Linked DNA regions of Gossypium hirsutum: region 2 is linked to region 1. The links are chromatin contacts, called in public Hi-C maps. All regions are on one chromosome and are shown on one strand. The core of a region is the stretch at or near the end of the contact, and the rest is flanking DNA. Distances in the headings are between cores, read along the strand shown. Region 1 has its middle 31 kb from the start of LOC121225385. Region 2 holds the start of LOC121221046 (putative GEM-like protein 8).

Evidence for each region. Hi-C and Micro-C count contacts between places; a contact is called where the count stands out from the background.
Region 2: a Hi-C map of leaf shows a contact between it and region 1, with 2.0 times the contacts expected there. The contact joins the promoter of LOC121221046 here to the enhancer-like site in region 1. A contact is called at or near these places in 3 of 34 Hi-C or Micro-C datasets (anther and leaf).

Annotation. Positions count from the first base shown.
Region 1 is chrA03:107,759,392-107,767,184 of Gossypium_hirsutum_v2.1, forward strand. No RefSeq gene overlaps it. Among protein-coding and RNA genes, the nearest start is that of LOC121225385, 31 kb to the left of the region's middle. Within about 2 kb of position 4,805, at least 3 of the 9 cell types and tissues checked have an H3K27ac peak or open chromatin away from gene starts, as enhancers often do. A contact at or near this core is called in leaf, where this site is marked.
Region 2 is chrA03:107,888,880-107,896,672 of Gossypium_hirsutum_v2.1, forward strand. LOC121221046 (putative GEM-like protein 8) reads right to left here and starts at 5,005. Exons shown (of 3, transcript XM_041101394.1): 1 at 4,718-5,005; 2 at 4,541-4,621; 3 at 3,820-4,451. The coding sequence starts at 4,940. The coding sequence ends at 3,982. LOC107886877 (a long non-coding RNA gene) reads left to right here and starts at 2,385. Exons shown (of 2, transcript XR_001680940.2): 1 at 2,385-2,921; 2 at 3,179-3,441.

The sequences.
Region 1 (7,793 bases), core at 3,555-6,054:
AAGATGACCGCAACAGCTCCATGAAATCAATAATCTGGTCCACAAGAGATTGCCGAAATCACACTTGTACCGTTCATGGTTTTAGCAACCTTGGTACGTTTGGCAGTTCAATATACTTGAGGCAATTCAAGCTCAGGTTCCTCGGCCAACGATCAAGAAGAGTGTGCCGCTGCTTACCGGTGACAAAGTGTTGAACAGCAAAAATGATGGTATATAAAGAAAAACAAGACGTTGGCAAGCCATGGTTAGAAAACATATTTATGACAAGAAATGCTAGAACATGAGTTAACGTTGCGTGCTTGTTTATCCAAATTTGTACATGCCAATAAGCCTTTTATAGGTGTGTGATAATTTTTTTATCATTACAATATATTAAGAGGGGAAGAGAAAGAAATGACAGGATTTAAACTCATATCATATAAATACGGGACAGAAGCTTTAACCATTTCTCCAAATAAACTTGCGGTGTAGGGCGAATTTTGTAGGACAAGTTGGGCAGGGTTGGTGACAAAATCATTCATTTTGTTAGCTCGACTTCTCACCTATATGCATCACTGAATTAAGTAATATTTTTCAAAGTGAAGCTGCCATTGATCATGCCTAGGAAACTATATATTGAACTCAGAAATCAAGACACCTCCATTTGACACCATAATAATTATAGGTGTAAAGAAAATTTACTATTGTCTCTTCTATTTCGATCGAATTTTTTCACGTGAGAATGAATTTTAACTTCGTGACTGTTGACTTTCTTGAAGTTGCTCTACGTACCGAGATTAATGAACCATCTATGGAGGAAAAGCTTATGCACAGTCCGCATTACTGATGTGATCTGATCTGACAGAAAGCATGCAACAAGACAATAATGTCTCATGCACCCCCCCTAAGGACTTCGCCAAGCATTTCCATATGCAGGCAGCATTAAGCTAGCACCATGCATGTCATGTTGGGGAAGCCCTTGAGGGAGAGTGAACGAGAAAAGCCTTGATTAATACATATACATACATAATGTTTCGTAATAGCCTCTACATATATTGATAATGAGAAAGAGCTGCAAAGTTTTGGAGACCAAGGGGTTGCTTATATAGGCTATCAGGATGATGGCTGGCAGGCACCTCATTTCCCAATTTGATACAATTACAGATTCTGATAAAAGATTTAAAAGAATAAGTTCTTGTTTGGTTTCATTATCAGATGTCAAGCATCTTTCTATACACCATGCATCTGCTTCTTCATCACAGAATGCCCATTATTAATATACATAGGACACAAGTATTGGTGCAAATTAGACACGTGAAAGATGTCTTTGTCATAAACATATCCCCACTTACCTATTGGTGCTTGGTTTTAGATGATCCGTTGGAGCACTTTCATTGCATCGTCCATGTCGTTTTGCCACTTAACCCTAATAAGAGATAGGCCATTATCATCTATATAGCAACCAGGGTCGTCTCTTGAATGAACTTAAGAGGTAAGGCATGACAGTGAAATATATATATATATACATACATATAAGCTTCTATTGTTTCCCAAAGGGAAAGGAACATTTGATCACTATAGAATCTTTAATCTTTAGTCCGTACTTCATATTCGTAAAGTTGACATTCCATTGAACCTAAAAACCATATCTACACTAATACAAAAAGCACATAACATATAGATACGGTTCAAACTTTGGAAAGAAATAAATCTTAGCCATTGATCCTCCGTAATCAAACAAGCAACCCTTTCTTAATTAAAATAATTATTATCGAAGACCTTAATCAAATTGATTCAATTTTTAAATATTTTTTTATCTGCAATTAACATATGTGGGATGAATGGAGATTTGTTTTCCTCTGGACTGGACCCCGGAAACTTAGCGACCATGTCTGGTGTTGATAAATATTTGCAATGATGAATATATGAATGGGTATTAGTTACAAGAAATTATTATGATGGTGAGGACATTGAATGGCTTAGTGTGGGATGGGATGGGACATTCAACCAACCTCAACCAAGCAGTCATGAAAGAATATTAGTTACGTGTAGAGATTTGTAATTTTTTCTTTTAACAATATTGTTTTTAGGATTTAAAGTTACATCTCTTCTAGAAAATATAAAATATTTTACAATTACACTCCATATTTATTGATAAATATGTCATATTATTAAGTTCAATGTAGCTTCATGTCCTAGTTAAATGATAAAATGAATGTCAAAATCTATTATTAGTATGTGTACTATATTTAAGTTTTGGATTTAATTTCAATACTTTAATTTAGCCAATTGTATTCTTATATTTTTTTTAATTGATAAATTTTAATTTTTATACTTTTTGAATTTTAAAATTTTAATTAGTTCCGATTCAAACAATAATAATTAAATATGTTTATAGGGGTGAGCAAAATTCGATTGTATTTGAAAAAAAATTCAAATTTCGAGTTAATGAAATAGAGTTATTCAAATTATTCAAGTTAACTCAAATAACTTGATTTGAATTTCGAGTTCGAGTTGAGTTGAATTTCACAATTCAAATAATTTAAATAACAGATTTGTGTAAATATCCTTTTGATCCCTGTCAACTTTGAAACTAAGCAAATTGATCTTTCTCTCAACAAAAATTACAAAATAATTCAAAATAATTATAAAAAATTCAAAATAATTTTTAAATTTCAAAAAAATATATAAAAAGTTAAAATTTTAAAAAAAAAATCTAAAATAATAATTTTGGAACCTAATTAATGATTACTCAAGTATCTTCTTTTTTTTGAAATTTTTTTTCAAATATATATGGTTTTAAATTTATGTCTCTAACATGGAAATAGTTATACTGTAACAATATTTTTATTTGACATGTTTAATTTTTAAAATTTAACTAGACCAGTTTCACTCGATTCGACTCAACTCGAATTCCATTTCACTTGACTTAATTCAAAAAATTTTAAATTGAGTTAGGATGATAAAATAGGACTCGTGAACTCAATTAACTCTAAATTTTTTCACTCGATTCGATTGAACGCTCACCCTATCCGTTTGGTTAAATTCTAATATTAGCCATGTATTTTATGTAAATTTGTAGATTTAATCCAAGTTCTCCAATTTTTTCATTCTTAGTCCTTATTCTTTCTAAGTTTTGAAATTTCAGTCTTAACACAAGTAATAATCATTAAATTAATTAAGTCCTATTATTCTAAAATCTTTTTGACAAACACATATCAATACTTAACTAATTTAACAATTACAATTTAATCAAGATTGAAATTCAAAATTTTAAAAATATAAGGCTAAAAATATCAAATTAATAGGAACTAATAACAGAATTTAACCAAAAAAAAAGTGACATGGTGAGAAGCCCACTTGCTGATCTGAATGCCCAGAGCTTTGGGCTTAACACTTTGGGTAAGTAATGTAAAGCTTTTAAAAGAGTAGCACTTCATTTTATTCACATATGAAAAACTGAATTGGTTTGATTTATAAAACGAAATATTACACGTTTAATATATACTAAAAAAGAAAGTGAATATTTGGTATTTATTTTATTCCAAAAATATTTTTAAAAATTTTATATTTTTTTAAATTTTTTTTATATAAAACACTTATCAACCCTTAATTTTATTTATGGAGTTTAAAAAGTACACCACCATTAGTGTACTAAATAATTTTCCTAATAGAAATTTGTACAATACATATATGCTAGAAGTTTTATCACATGTGTATGCATGTGGAAATTACATATTTAAAAAAATTTGTGTTTAAAATAACATACAATAAATAATGAAATGTATAGTTGAAACTAATAAAGTGTGCATAATAAAATTAAATGTATAAATAAATCAAAATAAAGCCTTGATTGAGTGATAAATTTAAGGTTTTCCTAATGTAATTACTATGAGTTTAAGTCTCACTATATGTATATTTTTATTTTTTAAAATTAAAATATTAAAATACCCTTGAATAATATAACTTATTTTAAATATGGAGTGATATTTTAATAATTTTTATAATCTAGTTGGTGTCCAATAGACTCATGACACTAACTCAATTAGGGATTTTATTAATAGTAAGTAATTACAGATGTACAATTGGTGAAAGATAATAAAGTGTGCATAATAAAATTAAATCTTAGTTAGGTGGTAAATTTAAAGTTTTACCAATGTAATTGGTGTGAGCTCAAATCCAACCATATGAATATTTTTTATTATTTTTAAATTAAAAAGACTAAAATACCCTTAAATAATATGACTTATTTTAAATATAAAAAGACATTTTTTGTAATTTTCTTAACCAAGTTGGTGCTTGGTTGTCTCGTAATACCAACTCAATCAAGGATTTTTTTAATTAGTATAGATATATCATATTTGTTGATTGAGCCTTAGCTCAGTTGGTGTTATTGCTATTGCAGAACTGGAAGGACATGAGGTCGAACACACTCAAACACGTTTTTCATTTATTTAAGAGTTGGAAAGGAATTATGTGTATGGGTTGATGAAGAATATGATGAACACTAACAGGGAGTCAAAAAGGTCAAAATTAATGACATGTCATGCGCACAATCATTCTTTAACATTGGATGATGAAAACAATAAATTATTGTAATGACAGTGATCAAATTATAAATTTATTTTATTTGAATGATTAAAATAAAAACACCCAAAAAATATCAAAAAACTAGAAATTATTACCAAATTGAACCCAAGGCAATAAAAAGGACCATGACAAATAAGCCTGACCCATAACCTTTAATCTAACCCAGTGGGGACCCTTCACTCAACTTTCTGCCATCTTCTCATATGTATACATGCATGAATTAGGTCCCCATATCTATATAATATAGTTTCTTATTCTTAATTCCTTATAGATTAGGTGCCATGTTTTAAAAAGGATACTAGGTGACTGACCACTGACCATCAAGCAAGCAAGCATCACAAAAGCAAAAAATTGCTCAAATGGAAGGCAATTTTGGGCAGTCATTTTCTGATATACCAAATGGGCTGGCTCTTTGGGTTTTTGTCAAGTCAAAAACCCCTTTAATAATTGAGCTACTTTGTCTACAAACCTACTTTCTTTTTTATTATTATTATTCTGTAATTGGAAGTTGGAAACACATGGGACAATGCATGATAGGCATTTCCTTCCTTAGATTTTTCCCCGACTCCTCCCAAAAAAAGCTTGAGAATATATACATGTATGAGCTTGCTTCAATTGCAATAATTTGTTGCCTTAATCCAATCACTACTTAAACCTTGCACCTAATGCCTAGTTGTCATCATCAACAATTGGATTTTTTTTTTCTAGAGGACATAGAAAAAATACCACAAATACAAAAGGAAAAGCATTCAAATCTATTTTATTATTTGAAAATTACTCACTTATTCTTCTATGAAAAATCAACAAACTTCTAAGATTTATTTATTAAGGTTGTGTTTGGATACTAAAGAGTAATTCGAGAAAAGCATTTAGTTAAAAAATTGTAATTACATAATAATTCTCTGTGTCATATTTGGTGATACAAATTATAATTCTTTAGTTACATAATTTAACATTTTTTTTAAATATTAACTATTATAAAAATTATCAATAATACTTTAAAAAAATTCTAAAAAAGTAACAAAAAACAAATCAGTATATATAAAATGTCAATTCAGATGATTACTAATAAAAATAATAAGAAAAATAAACATCATATCTAATTTTATTTAATTGCTCTCCCTCTATAACATTTAACATATAGCCATTATCATCATATTTTGGTTCTTGACCAATTTGTTCATCCTATGAATCATAATATGAATATATATCATTCAAATTATTAGGATCTTCTTCTTCAATTTACTCTTTAAAATATTGATCATTCCAATTCCACCTACGAATAAAGTTACAAAGTAAGCAACATACCAGCATCATTTAACGTTGGTTTTTAGATTATATTGAGGTGTAATGTTAATATGGGAACTTTTTTTTGAATAAAAATATCTTATCAACCATATTTCGTAACTTTGAATACCATAATTTAAAGAGTTCGCAATTTGCCTTTAATTTTTGTATTTGGCTACATTCTCTCAAATGATATTGTATCCCACGATGTGGTACAAGAAAATTTTTTGAATTGCATAACTAGCATCACTACATAATATTTTCATACAAAAATAGTATGTAACAATTTGAATAATTTACAAGAAAAATAAAATTAAATAACAACAAGGTGATGATGATAATATTAATGGATTACTAGATCCAATTTTTAATCTATTTCGAGATCTCTCCCAAACCATATTTTTTTATAGCACTCTAGAAATTGAGATGCAAACCAACTAATTTGAAATTAACTTATATTAGGGTCCAACAGCAACTCAATTTTATAACTATTTTGATAATATTTTGATTACTATTATTCCACACAAATTAAATCACAATTAATATAAATTTTATAAATATTGGTTTATAAAGTGCTAGATAGTTTTTATAACACTTATTTTAAGATGTTGAAATACATGCCAAACAATAATATAGAATTTATAATATGATTTTTATAAACCTAATTTGTTATTAAGTCAAAATTTGCTTGGAATGCTTGGACTTGATATGTCCAATAACAAAGCATTTTTATCTAATAATAAATATATAATTATATTTTAAATAAATAATTTATATATCCTAGAATTAAAATATTTTATTATTTTTGTATAAAAAATAACTTTTATAAACTTGAATAAAAATAATTTATTAAACTTAAATCATTTATATATGTTTGAAAAGTCATAGGACAATTGGTAATTGCTTGTAATTACCCGTGTAATTACCTCAATTTTCAACCTCTTTCCTAAGAATTGGAAAGTAAATTTGGGTGCTCCAATTACATTCAATTCAAGGGAGGACCCATCAATTACAATGGCTACTCGAACATGTTACACCTTAATAATTACAAACAATCACATCCAAATTTAATTATTGGGATACTTTCTAAACACTACCTAAATCAATATTAAATAAAATGAAAACTTTACCATTTATAAATTACTTATTATTTTATTTATTTTTGTTATCATCGATCTTTATATTCAATATTTTTAATTAAAATTAATAAAACTCGAATTAGTTATAAAATATTTTAATTATTATAAATTACATTTTATTCTAATATAATCATACTAGATTATGACACACCCACGATGTGGGTGAAAAAATTATGTAATAAATTTATAAAAAATTGACATGAAAATTAAACATGACTTTAGTTAAAATAGTAAAGTTGAGGGAGTGAATGTCATTGTGCTTTGGGTTCAAATATCATCATATGTATGTATTTTTTTTTTAGATTTTATATAAAAGTAGAAACAAAAAACAAAAATACCTTTAAAATAATATTTGATGCTTTGTAAAAATAATATGTTTATGGTAATTTTACAACTAAGTTGGGACCCCATTGGTCGGTCACTTACTATATTGCTGTTATATAATACTTCACAAACCTAAAATTCGGTCCACCCGGGTGATTTGAATCTCGACCCAATTGAGGAAGGGATGTCATCTAGCTCGCCACTCCGCTTGCTCGCCACCCCGCTTGCTCGCCACCTTCCCTAACTCATTTGTTCTCTAGCTAGCTAATTCGTAGTTCGCCACCTCCCCGTTCTTCAACTAGTCTATTCGCCACTCTCTAGCTCCACCTCTCAGCTTATTGCCCCAGCTCGCCTACTCGTGAGGAGGCCCCTTCAAAGATACCTCTAAGGTTATGTGTCAAAACTAGAGAGGTAACGTGTCGTTGTGCATGTTACCTACACTACACCAGAACAGACTTTTAGCGGCGCTTTTAG
Region 2 (7,793 bases), core at 3,755-6,254, 130 kb after region 1:
TCCAAGTCCACCTTCCCGAAGGTGAAACAACTATACACCGGGTTCCAAAACTAAGCCATAGCCCGAAACAAGTACTTGTCCACCTTGATATCGAGCAGATAGGGTAAGTCACCATAACTTTGATAGAATAGTTGCTTGGTTTTATCATCCCAACAGCCCATATATCCCTCAATTCTTGAAACTCGTTTTGGGTCACGTTGATGCGAGTGAAGCCCAACAACCCCGATGCATACCCCTTAGCTAGGCTATCCCTTTTCTCAAGTTGCATCTTCTCTGACCACATACGGACAGCCTCATTATCCTCTACTTTATCAAGGAATTCGCTTTCCATAACAAGCTTTCTAATTTAGCAACCGAACAAAAATCGACACCTCTTTAATATGAAATGACATGCAAAACATAATCACAACAAAACACAACAAGTTAGTATCGAAAAATAAAAATTTAAGCAAATAGAAAATAATTAAACACCTAATTGGGTAATCACTAGAGTTCAACATAGCTCTACCTAGGGCGGGCTCCTAGAGTTCACTATATGCGGCTCGGTTCTAAGAAAATGGTACCTGAACTAGTAGATTCCTCAACCCTCACCCATTATAGGCTCATGCGGATCAAGTTCAGTTCAGGGGAATACATTTCCCTATGGCCATGCGGAGGTTAAAACCTCACAAAGACATAGGTACGTATCCCGGAAGCAATCCACTAGCCCATCCGGAGGTGAAAACCTCACGAATGCATAGTTTCTCACTCCCACTTAAAAAGGTACGACCACAACGGTCATGCAAGATGATGCGAAGGGATATAAAAAAACTCAAAATGTAAAACACGAATAAAATGAAAAAACCATAAAACCCATGAAATGCAATAAAAGGATTGTATGTTAAAATCTAAATTTTAAATTTTCGACAAAAGGACAGAAAATAATCAATTTTATGGCTTGACTCTCTTATTGGTCCCCAGTGGAGTTGCCAAGTTGTCGAAACCATTTTTATTTTGGAAAACGGGGATCGACTTTAAAAAGAGGTATGGAGTCACCACCGACCTTTTTTGAGGTGTAATCGGATCACCTTGAGGTTGATCATTTTAATAAAATATTTGATTTATTAAAATAATAATTTTAGGTCTACAAAAATTGAAAAAGAGGGTTCGGGAGTCGGTTACGCTCGAGGAAGGGTTAGCACCCCCGTAACGCCCAAAATTGGTACTAATTGATTACTGAACGTCCTATCGTTGAAAATTTGGAAAAAAAATTTAAAATACGATTCCTTTAAAAATGTATGAACAATTCAAATTGGATTTTTAGGTTCACTTGCTCCAAAGAAATAAAATACCACATCCAGCACGTTAGGACACAATACTTTAAGCCTCCAAGAACTGAGATCACCTCATAATTTCCAAAACACGCAACGAATTCTTAGAAGGGTATTCCGTTATTTGGCCAAACGGATAAATCGAAACCCAACACGTTAGGGCACGATTTCCCGAATTTCCAAACACAAAACATTGCCTTGATTTGTGAAATTTCAAATAACCAATTACAAAACCGAGTCAAAGTATACTTGCTTGATTTGTTTGAAATAAAGGACAATCGATATTAAGCGGATATGGGAATTATAATCACGATGCAACAATAAAAATATAATTATATATATAAAACAATATACTATGGAGGAAAAAAAACTCACAATACATAAGACCATATGAAAACTAGGAACCTTCACAAAACAATTCAAAAACCCATATGAAAAATATACCAAGGAGTAACACATGTTAAAATTCGACATAACTTATATGTATATAAAAACTGATAATAGATAAATAACTATTAAAACATATAATATACAAGAAGGGATTCGAAATAAATAGTGTATAACATAATTTCAAGTAAAACAAATTGATGTGATTAATGATGCATGTAAGAAAATAAAAAAAAAATACATATACAAAGATACTAAAATATTCGAAAGGAATAAAATATACAATTTAAAATAAGATCCTAAAAAGAAAGCCAAATTATACATAAATAAATTTTAAAGAAAATATATATATAATAAATTTAAAAGAAAATATTTACATAAAATATTATGAAAACAATAATGTATATAGAATGGAGCTAATTTTATCAAAAAAAAGAAAAATATATATATTGTATAATAATATATAAAAAGTATTTTAACTATATACTATACGAGAATTTAAAATGATACTACATAAAATAGAATTTTAAAATAATACTTTACAATTTGAACAAATAAAAAATAAGGTAAAATTATTAAAGCAGCCCAAAATGTATGTTTAAATAATTTTTTTTTTAAAAAAAGTTGAATGTTAAATAAATTAAAGGAGTAATGAATTATACATGTTGAAATGGAAATAAGCTCAATTGAAATAAAACTAAACTAAATGGGACAATGAATAAGTAAAATAAGCCATTAAAACCAAAATCAGGACCCAAATGTAGCGCGCGTAAATTTGCAAGGACCGAAAAAGAAAATAAACCATGCCCCAAAACAATTCCTTTCAGCGCGGACTGAAATGAATGGACGCGCAAATTCCTGGGACAATTTAAAAGAACAGAAAATATAAACAAGCTTCAATTACAAGCCAGCGCAAGAGGGAAGGGACCAAACGCGAAATTAACCATTTAAAGAAATTGGGCGCACAGACCAAGTCAAAAGGGTGTCTGTTCCTTCCCCCAATGCTAGTCCCTTTTATTGCTTTAATTTAAAGCCTATTTCAAAACTTTTTGCTTAAAAACATTTCAATTCTTGTTTGTTTTTTCTTTAAAAAAAAACTTTTGAGATACTCTCAACTCACGCCTCCTCTTCTACCCTTTTTAGCCGGCACCGATCCCGTCAAAGATCTGTCGCGCCATGGCCACTGATGAAGGCCCGATTCCGGCGACAGGCTCACGATAACAGGTACTTCCCTTCCCTTACTTCTTGAATTTCATATATAAAAAGAATGAAATAAAAAAAACCGAAAGAAAATCAAAGATAGAAAAATAATCACCTTCAAAAGATCTTGTTTGAATCAATTTTGTTTGCATGCTTTTTCGTACTCAATCCGTATTCAATTTCTCTAAAAAAAAAAGAGTTAAAAAAACCATTTACAATCAAAATTTAGAGGCTTTATACCCCAAAACAAGCGGTTTTTGGCCATTTTGCTCATGCTGCAGGTCGTGAAGACATGGGGGCGGAGAACACCGATGTGGGGTGAGCAATGCGCGAGTCGGGGGTCTTGCGTGGTGCATGGAGGCTGTTGGTGGCCATTGCTACGGAGCGAAATAGATGGAAACCCTAGAGTTTTCGAATTTGGGCCTAGTGTTGTTGGGCCATTTGTAACTTGGCTTGTATTTTGGGCTGTTTTATGTAATTGGGTATTTGGGCTTATTTGTAAATGGACTCATTTGATGATCTGTTTTAATTTTGGTTTTTTGTATGTGTAATCCGGGCCAAAATTGGGTCTTACACTTGCTCCCTACCAACTCTTCCATTACCATCCCTAATTGCGTACCTCTTACCACAAGCATTGCAATTACTTGATCGAAATTAACCATTTTTAAGTGGATAAATTCTGCTATTAATCCATTTATTATTTGTAAGTTAGAGAAATTAACCATTTTTAAATGGATAAATTCTGCTAAAATTGCTGTCCTAATCATAAATCTGCCACATTTACAGTTGCCAATTGCACAATTACCTGCATAGATACCTGCAAATTCTCTCCCAATGGCTTATTTAAAGACTAAACACATTACTGACACAACGTACTCGTAAATAAAACGTATCTTAATAAGGTTACAATGGACAGTTCCAATTTAGTAAAAATTGGCATAAAATAGAATTTAAATTTGATCTTTAATTAAGGATGGTGTATAATGTATATTCAATCTAGAACAACAATTTGTTTTTACAATTGTAACAGTGATTTACTGATTACTCATCCGCGTTTCATCTCATGAAACATTTGTTAAGCCACCTAGAAAGTGTCAACATCATACAGTCTCTGTGAGAGTACCTGCTGCAGACATTTGAAAGCTTTGTGATAATTCAAGAACCCCATGAACCAGATATCGAAACCATCCACTGTCACAATTTCCATGTACTTTTGCCATGGTTTCTTCATGTTTTCACTCTGGTTCACCCCCTTTATTTTCTCAACTGGAACCACAACCTTGTAATGGACTCTCAGAAATTCTCCATTTGCAGAAGGTACTTTGATTGATCTATCACTGCAAAAGGCAACCTTTTCAGATGAGATGAAAAGTAGGCCAGCAATAGGGCCTGCTGTTGTTGATAAATAGCATTGGCAAGCCTTCAACAGCTTCTCCCCTTCTTTGAAACTAAACAATTGCTTGAAAATCTTCTCTAACCCTCCTACTTGAAGAATCCTTGCCCCTAAACTCAGCTTTCCCTTCACTGTTTCACTGATCTTTGGCCCCAGTCTCACTGTAGTTTCAAAAATGAAAACTTTAGCTTTCATTTCACTTTAATCTTAAGAGACATCAATATAACTGATAGCTTAAGAGTGTTCATACCATGCTCTCGGACTCCATGGGCGAACATATCGGCTTTCTTCCCTAGCAAGTTCATCCTTTTGAGTACAAAGTTTCCTTTGCCTGCAATTACAAACAGTTTCTCATTAGAAAAAAGAAACAACTTTAACATGAAATTCCCATAATCCACAATTAGTGAAGATTGAAAGGGAGACCTACTTTTTGTACACCCTTGTGATGAAACGTGGTATTGGCCAGCAGCATCAGGTAAGTATTGCCTTGATGTTCTTCTCTCAACTCTATAAGTTGCTGCTTTGATTGGTACTCCAATAACTTGTTTAAGCATCTGGTTCTTCATTTTTTTTTCTTTTTTTTTTGATGAATGAAATGGAATTGAATGCCAACGAGCTGTTGAATGTTTCTTGAGGTTGTGATGAATCATGATTTTTGGGAAATGATGTGTATTTAAAGGGGGGTGTAGAAGTGGAAGTTGAATCTAACTTTTTTGGTGCATGAGTCACCAATAGCTCATCAATTCCAAAAGTTAGAATCTGAAAGCAAAAAAGGAAGTTAGATTATAAGAAGATTTGGTTCCTTTAAGAAAAAGAAAAGATTCTTATTAATGATGTCCTCCAAGATGTTCAATAGACCAAACTCTAATACGAATATCCTTTTTAAGTATAAATAAATAGAAAACAACCATGGGAAGAAAAATATAATTATAAATGGAAAAGGCATAGTCCTTGAAAATGGGCAGTGCAGTAAAAAAATATAAAACAATACCCTGTGTAGTTGAGACAACCTTTTAATATAACTTTTTTTTTTCTCTTTTACCGACTCTGAGAAGATGTGGTTTTGCTACTTTCTGAGTTGGCATTGTAGCTTTCTGATGTCTGCCGCTCCTTACTGGTCAAGAAAGAAAAGCAATGAAAGGTTCACATCAACCAGCACAAATTGCATATTAAGGGATACGATAACATGCATCTTGCACGATAATGCAGTGACATCCATGAGCATGTGAGATCAACTGTGATGCTGAACAGCATCTTTGTTTATTGGACATTTTAAAGAGCTCTGAGTAGTAGCTCTCTCCAAAGTTGTTGGGTATTATTTTAAGTTGGATTTCTTTGTTTAAGAAATGATATATGTTGGTATTTCATATTATTTTCACAATACGTTTTGTTGCTAACAATTTGGTGAGCAATGATTTATTTGCTTTGCACTTTGTAGCTCTCTATGTTTAGCACAGGTGAAGTATGGTAAAGTGCTGGATTTATAAATAGCTCAAAAATAGTTTAAAATTTCCAAATTCATTATGTACTTTCACATGGTGCAGGATTTATCCATACAATCTCTTTTCCTTTTTCACAGTTAATCCCTTTAAGGACAGGAATTATGGCTACAATCTTCATTTTCCTCTGTCAGTCAAGGGATCTTTAAAACCTCGGGAGCTTCTATTCTATAAGTGATGAAAAGGGGAAGAAAGTGGGGCTTCTATAAAGAACTATGGACTCCAATGGTCAAACAAAAGAAGCAAACACACCAAGTTAGTGTTCATATGCTCATCTGGAATGCATTAATTCTTTTTAAACATTCTTTAATTTGTAATACTGAGGTGGAAATGAATGGGGAGTAGGCCATGTAATATAAAGATTTAGACTCACATCACCTGCTTTTTTCCAATGCCCAAATCAACAATCAAGACTATGATATTGTGAAGCATTTGCTTAACATAAAAGCAAGCAACACAAGAATGGAGGGAGTTCAAGGCTGGTCTTTAGTCAACCTTTTTCCAAGGAAAACATATCATAGGAGCATCCCATAATTGGCATGATGTAAGACTGCCACCTCAGGAGCATTCCCTAAATGAATTCGAAAAAGTTGATAATAGGGCCCGAATAAAGGAAGGGTTGGCTGGCTTTCACAAGTGCTGGCAACACGGAAAATTAATAGTTGTTAAGATTCATTATGGTTTTTCAGCCTCAGAACCAATTATAAGCAAAAAATAATTACCTGTTTTAGTAACTGCAATATTGTTGAAGTTGTTTACTGTCTCACCCTTAAATCGGGTCTCTAACTTGATAGAAATTAACTGTTGTAAAAGGTTCAATTCTACTATTAATTCATGTATTATATCTAGGTTTTTGATTCATTTGTGCACAATATATTTGATTAATTTTAGTGTCTATACTTATTTTTCTAAATAATGTGGGATATGGATTCTTATATAAACTCATAATCTCTTTGCCTTTTATACCCAAGTGATGTGAGATTCATTCCCTTGCTAACAGATTACTTTGTTCCTTCTCACAAAAATGAAACTTTTTACAACATAAACATTAACAAAATTTATTGTGTAGTAAATTGGTGTTGATATTTAAAAAATTATATATTCTAGATGCAATGCAAGATTCAACTTGCATCTAGTTTTTGTGTAACTTGTCATATATGTATAAATATTTTATATTGAAAAACTTTCAACTTTTTTAATGCATATCTCTAAGAATTTTAATTAGTAGTAATTTTATTCTTAGAAGACTTTCAATGGGATCAAGCTTCCTTAATTAAAGAGATTTGGTTCCTTAGAAGATTATTATTTGGTTCCTTAGAAGATTATTACTAGAAATTTCTATTCTTTTATTCCATATTAAAGACCTGATCTAATTAATTTCAAGGAGATTGAGAACACTAACATGTTCATTCTAAAGAATTTATTTTAGTGCGTAATTGTTTTGTACAAAATATTCTCATTGTCTAGTTTATAACTAATCTTTCAAGCGAAAAGATTTAGTTGTGAGAGTGATCTAGTTAATATATAGGGGTGGGATTGCAAGTTAATGAGTGAGTTGAACTTAAATCACATCATGTACTATAAATTGACAGTGGATTACTTTCTTGATAAGACTGCACAAATATAAGAAGTTTCTAAATTGTGTAACTAATTTCTATTGCCATCTCAATTTTTTCCTGATTTAGTTAGTAAATCCAATTGCAACTAAACATACAACTAGAAGACAAAATGACGAACTCTCACAATATTAATCAATTGTACATTCCTCAAACTACTATCGTAGTAAAATGAATTGTGACATTCATTGATTCAATCGAATGAATATATATATATAATTAATCATACAATTATTAATAAAATTGAATCAATCTATTTACAAATGAAATGACTTGGTGGTGTACAAGTAATTTTACGAGAATTGATCAACGTACATGCTTCTAATTACTGCCATATCGAATGAATTATGAAAATAATCGTACTATCATTGATTCAATTGAATCCATC